2 separate regions of the Mus musculus genome follow, and region 1 is linked to region 2. The links are chromatin contacts, called in public Hi-C maps. All regions are on one chromosome and are shown on one strand. The core of a region is the stretch at or near the end of the contact, and the rest is flanking DNA. Distances in the headings are between cores, read along the strand shown.

Evidence for each region. Hi-C and Micro-C count contacts between places; a contact is called where the count stands out from the background.
Region 1: a contact with region 2 is called in a Hi-C map of erythroblasts, with 15 times the contacts expected there. The contact joins the promoter of Ergic2 here to the promoter of Golt1b in region 2. A contact is called at or near these places in 5 of 484 Hi-C or Micro-C datasets (B cells, CD4 T cells, CD8 T cells and 2 more).

The regions. Positions count from the first base shown.
Region 1 is chr6:148,210,891-148,214,034 of GRCm38.p6, forward strand. Ergic2 (ERGIC and golgi 2) reads right to left here and starts at 1,484. Exons shown (of 14, transcript NM_026168.4): 1 at 1,080-1,484. It overlaps 4732416N19Rik (RIKEN cDNA 4732416N19 gene), which reads left to right and starts at 1,398. Exons shown (of 2, transcript NR_015615.1): 1 at 1,398-1,540.
Region 2 is chr6:142,385,483-142,388,649 of GRCm38.p6, forward strand. It overlaps Golt1b (golgi transport 1B), which reads left to right and starts at 1,761. Exons shown (of 5, transcript NM_025872.4): 1 at 1,761-1,887. The coding sequence starts at 1,863. It overlaps Recql (RecQ protein-like), which reads right to left and starts at 1,605. Exons shown (of 15, transcript NM_023042.3): 1 at 1,540-1,605.

The DNA of each region.
Region 1 (3,144 bases), core at 234-2,733, 5.8 Mb after region 2:
AAGACAAGCTGTCATTAAAACACCAAATTAAAATCTAGGAAAACTATTAAAAAGAATTTGTAGCACACACAGTCTAAAACCAACTTCTGTTTAAAAATGAATTATTTAAATGGCAAACCCTGGTGAAAATAAATGCTGTTTTGTAAATCTTTGTTGTTCATGTTCTAGACTACAGTGACTTCCTTTCAGAAGTCCTCTAACTTGCCATGTTTCTTTAATGTGTACCTCCGAAGTGAAATCAGGTGTAATACTCAGCAAAGCAGTCAAGTTTACTATCTGAAAGAAAGCTGCTTCCCAGGACCCTCACTACAAAAGCATGGAATTTCTATTTCTCAGGATCTTCCTCTACAAGCTGGAATAGTAACTTAAGGTTAACTAATAAGAAAGGTAGGCAAAGAGACCTTCCGCAAGGCAGCAGCACACTCGTTTCTTTAGGTACGGACGTACACTGGAGGTTGGAGAAGTGAAATTCGGAATTACAACTTCAAACCAATGAAGAATGCCTAATTTAACTATCTTTAATTGCTTCCGAACGAAAGCCTATCTCGAAACACCGAAACAGCTGTTACTTGCCTATAGCCTAGGGCACCGAATTGCACGCCTAAAGTTAATGACACGTTTGCCCGTAGATCTCCGAGATCTCGTCTACGATACCCACGGCGGTCCCGTATCAGGAGCTGAGCCGTCATCCCCTGGATGGGTCAACAGCTGACAAACGGGACACACACACACCACCTGCCTCGGCGTCTGCGCCCGCCCCGGCCCCTCTCTAGGCCCGGCTTTTAATTTACGGCGAGAGTGACCACGGTGCTGGCAGGGTCGCTGCTGTCCACGACAGCCTGGACGAGACAACGAAGGGCGCGGCCGATCACCGAAGCTCCCTGGCCGCGGGCGCGGACGCCGGCGGCACTCGGCAGGAACGCCCCCGGGCAGCGGAGCGGCTCCGCGGCCAGCTGCTCCGCAGAGCCGCGACGAGTACAGGCCAGTGCCAGGCCTGGGAGCCCCCTCAGCCGCGCCCAGGTCCCCGTCCGCCCGTAACCGCCGAAGGAAACGGCCCCGGCAGGGTTTTAGCGTCTTACCTAGTGGTACGGTCCCAGCCGACCGCCATGTTTCACAGAAGCCCGGGTCGCCCGAGCCCGGCGCACACGAAGATCTCGCGAGAACAAGAGCAACTCTCACGGCTGACCATGTCCGAAGGGAGCGCAAATGGAGAACTCGCGATACTTTCCGCGTTGACGGTATGTGATCTAATCAAGCGGCGCGGTCAACCTGAAAGGGGCGTGGCTACGTGGAAACTAAGTGAAAATAGGAGGCCGGTCCCTTTCCAGGAAGGGGAAGTTACCTTCCGCCTGACCCCGAGACAAACCGACTGGAACGGCGCTCCGCACTACAGACCGGAAGTGATCACCAGCCACCTTAAGGCGCCGGCCACACTGCAGCTCAGGTGGTTGAGAGGCCTCCGGCTTTGCGTCTTCATTTATTCCGGTCTACAACACCTAAACCTCCCTTGTCGGGCGTGGAGAACGGTTTCGATTATTCGGTCAGTGTGCTTAAGGATTCCCTAAAAGTAAGCTACGCAAGAAAGCCCGACAGTGTGTGCTCATGGCCCTTCACAGCACAGGACGGAATAGAGGGGCTTTGGAAAAAAAGTTGGCTCCGAAATGCTGGAGAGGAACCCACTCAAGCTCCCGTCCTACCCATTTGCTACCAAATTTTACAGGCACGCGTTGTGGTTTAAAAACAGTTTTAAGGAAAGCGTACTTATGACGAATGTCTACACAGAAAGCACTGTTTTCTCTAATCTTCACAATACTATTGCCAAGAAATACCACTATTTACTTGGTTAGTAGGTAAGGGTTTGAGTTTTAAGAGGGAGGTAAAGAGTAGTTAAGAGCTGTCAAAGAGAAACAGGCTGGGAGATCTTGACTACAGATTGACTGTGTGTATACTCCTTTACTGAAAAGAGACCCTCATCCTTCAAACCAAGGACAAATGCATGCACTCTGGTGGCAATTTAATCTCCAGACTTTCAAGACTACTCCAATTAATCATAAATTCCTATTTGACTTAAGGTTCGTGGATAATAAACACAGCCTCAAGCCAAGATTACCTAAATTAAATATCCAATCTAACTTGTTAATATCGTGACTTTGAGCATATTGCATTTCTTTGTATCTCTATCCCCTCATCTGTCAAATGGGCATAATAATGTGTTGATACATGTCTAAAATGCAAACTTACCTCACTTGTAATCTATCGGCAGCTCCTCCCTGTCGTCTCCATACCCAGGTCTACAGTGTATAGGCTGTAGCTTGGATAAAGGCAGGACTGTTGTTCATTTAGTTACACCTGATCCTTTGTCTCCAGGGCACGTTTCCTTTAGAGTAATAACGATCCCCCTGAGAGTTGGGTTTCACAACATAGCAAAACTAAATAATTTGACCCTGCTATTTTTAGAAAAACAATTTTAAAAGCTAACAAGCATAAAAGTTAATTTTTCCCGAAGAGTGAAACTTCTTAACCAATGAATCAATCATTTAGCTTCTCTGGTTTTCTTTAATGCTTCTCTTTCTTTGCTTCGTTTTGTTGTTTTGTCTGGTGCTTGGCATCAGATTTGGAGCCTGATACAAGTGAAGCTGTACCACTGAACTACATTGCCAGGAAGACCTGCCTGACTTTATAGGTTAATTTTCATATTATTGGTGGCATAATATATGGGAAACAGTCTGCTTTTTAGAGACTCCATCCCATTATGTTTCATTTATTGAAGAGAGGTTTAGGAGTAGGGTTAAAATGCTCAAACTATATTTTTATGACATCCTTTTAATTCTCCGTAGATTGGGGACAAGCTTTAGCTAGTTAATAACAAAAGAGAAACTAATATTACTCTCTAAGGTTCACATGTACCTCAAGTGGCTTTTGTGTCTTATTCTTTTTTTGTTGTTTGTTTTGTTTTTTCGAGACAGGGTTTCTCTGTGTACCCCTGTCTGTCCTGAAACTCACTCTGTAGACCAGGCTGGCCTCGAACTCAGAAATCCGCCTGCCTCTGCCTCCCAAGTGCTAGGATTAAAGGCGTGTGCCACCACCGCCCGGCATGTCTTATTCCTAACCCAAATCTATTCTTCTTTATATATGAACATCACC
Region 2 (3,167 bases), core at 511-3,010:
CTCTCTGACTTAAAAACTGGGGTGGCTGCCTCCCAGGTACTGAAACTAAAAGCATGCACAGCCATGCCTGGCAGGACTCACCTTACAAATAAGGATAGATTTTTTTCAAAAGTAAATAAATGAATGGATAAACAAATAAATAAACTACTTGGCAGTATACTGCACAGTTGCTTTAGAGAGTTACAGTTAAATGCCTACTTAAAAGAAATTAATATTCTAAGTAAATAATTTCCAGAGCCTCCTCTCTTCTGCGGGAGCTTACTCCATTTCTCTATAAAATTTGCTCACTTGCAGAGGGGGGGTGAGGTACACACTAGTACTCTTTTGGCTTAAAAGAATCTGGGACAGTTACAAGTGGAAGGAAACATGACTTATATTAAAATTTAAAGATTAAAACTTGGCCTGAACATTTAACTCCCCAAACTGTTATGTTTGCTCAATGACAATCTGTTACCATTACATAAAAACAAAATTAGAAAGCATGTTATATTTTGCTTAATTTTGTATTTTTAGTAATTATTTGGGTAGACGTGTAACCTGCCCAAAATTCCCTTGGAAGAACTTAGGTTTTCTGCCTATTTAAGTTTCAACAGTTTGCTAATTTTAAAGTCATTCGTACTCAGAACACAGGCTTTTTTTTGGGGTGGTGTTTTAGTTTTCTGTGTTAGGGGCCAAGGACCTCATTGTGTTCATGAACTGTTGTGAACAACTTTTTTGCTCAATCAATGACAATCTGTCACCATTACATAAAAGCAAAAAACAAACGTTTGAAAGTGTGTTATATATTGCTTAATTTTATATTTGCTAAACCTAAGAGTGCTCTCCAAAGACAGATTCTGCACCCGCCTATTCTCACTTGAACTGTTTCCTTTATCGAATTTGTACCCTTCCTGTGCATGGCTGTTAAGACAGATAAGCCCTGATTAAAGAGTAAGGACAAAACTAACGGACATTTAAGGATGGGTTTAAATCAAGACTCCTCCTTCCTCACGTATGAGAACATCTCCTTATCACTTCCTAGACTGATACTATTCTGCCCATGGACTCTAAGGTCCTGTATCATGGCAGAGCCTGAATCTCTTCACTTTTGTAAACAGCCTAGAAAAAAAAAAATGCCTTTTCCGGAACCTAAAAACAGGCGCTTTCTCTTCGCTTAGGAGAGATTCGGTCTAAGTTCATTTCCTGCCACTACTTCAAATATATATATATTTTTGGACTTTGCTGCCAATAACCTACCCCTTGCCTAAATTAGGCAACTTCACAGCAAAACATAGCGTAGCACGAAATATATCCAAGAACTAAGTTACAAAGAGGTCTGTCAGTCAAAAAACGTGAACCAGGTCCACTGTCATCAGTGCGGAAGGAAAACGCACGCTAACCCTGAGCGCATCCCTCCACCCCGCCGGCTCCACAGACGAGGCAGAAGCGCAAGCTGCGGCGACCAGGGCTCCTGAAAGCGATGGCAGAGACGACGCCCAGCTCCTATCCGCCCAGCAGACAGCCGCGGACCCACGCGCCGGAACCGGCACCACCACGAACCTGTCAGCCGCTCCGCGCGTAAAAACCTTCCCGCCGCCCGGCATGCAGCGCCCACCCTTCCGGATCAGCCCCCTCCACCAATCACAAGCCATTGCCTTCTCTGATTGGCTGCGTGGTGCGGCGTCCGGGTGCACATCCGAACAAGAGCGCGTGCTATTGGTCTCGCTGCAGCCAATGGAGCGCGGCCTTGCGGCCCGGCGGCGGCGGCTGCGTGTTTCCGGAAGACGTGGCGGCTCGGGCCCGGGCGGCGTCGCCGAGGCTCTTCTCCGGACCAGGCTTCGCAGCGTGGGCCCCGAAGCACCGCGGTCCTCGCCGCCGCCACCATGATCTCCCTCACGGATACGCAGAGTAAGCGCTGCCGGGCCCCAGCGTTGGCCGGTGCTCCCGCCTCAGCCTCTGCTCCGCCCCGCAATGAATGGAGCGAGCGCGCGTGGGGCGGCGGCCCGCGGGAGGGAGGGGGCCGTGACGGGAGGACCGCCGACCTGCCTCGGCCCAAGTGCCGCCGCCGCCTTCGCCCCGGTGGCACCCGTGCTCTGTCCCACGGAACAGCCGTCGGACCAAGTTTCCGGGGTGGCGGGAATGGGACTGTCCGCCCGCGCGGAGCGCCTGCAAGGCTGGGGTGGGCTGGGGGCGTAGAGAGCCGTGATCAGACTCCACTGTTACCTACCTACCCAAAATTCCCTTAACAAGGACTTCGGTTTTCCGCTCGTTTAAGTTTCAACCAAGTTTACTAATGTTAAAAAGTCACTTTGTGCTCTGAGCATTGACTTCGATGGTTTAGATTTCTGGGTTAGGAGCCAGGATCACACTGTAGGTTAACGAGGCTGGCCTTGCGCTCATTGTGTCAGTGCTAGCCTTCCCACTTGTAATCCTGCCCCGGTCTCTAAAGTTATGAGATTACAAGCATGAAGGACTCTGCCTGTCTGTACTGGGAAAGGATTTCTTTATTAGTGTTGTATTCTGTACTTCGTGGCGTGTTCTATTTTAGCATCCTGTTTCTGCCTATCTCATCATTCTGACCAGCTTTGCAGTCTTCAGTCTTGCCTTTTTTTTTTTTTTTGTAGCCCCAGAGATTAGAGCATCTCAGCCAAATGTTTCTGCAGACTAGCAGAGCGTTATCCCTATCTCCATCGTTTTCTCTGTGACTTCATTTTTCTATGTTTTCTTATCAATCTTAATTATTTTTCTATTTATAAATTCTACCCAAGCTGGTTACTTTTTAAAGATATCTTTATGGGTATGACCTCTTTTTGCCTCACTTTTGCTCATTACCATGAACTTTGTTTCTTCAAACTATATTCACCTTAGCTTTTCAAGATTCTAACATCCCACTGAAGTGAAACAAAAACCTTCCTTGAAGTTATTCTCAAGTGGAGTTTGAAGATTTAGATTCAAGTTGTGGCACACTGGAGTGTCACAGGTGCTTTATGAGTCCCTCCACACCCTGGCAGTCCCCTCTGTCTTACTGTGGACTGCACAGCTACCTTCTCTAGCCCAGGGGTGTTGTCTATTGGTCCAGTCAGGCTCCTTTGGTTCTAGTCAGAAATAAAAGTGTCCCTTTTTTCCCTACTGTCACTAAGTCTTGTGAACCTGTTTCAGTTTAGTGCAACATGTAGTTATATAGACAA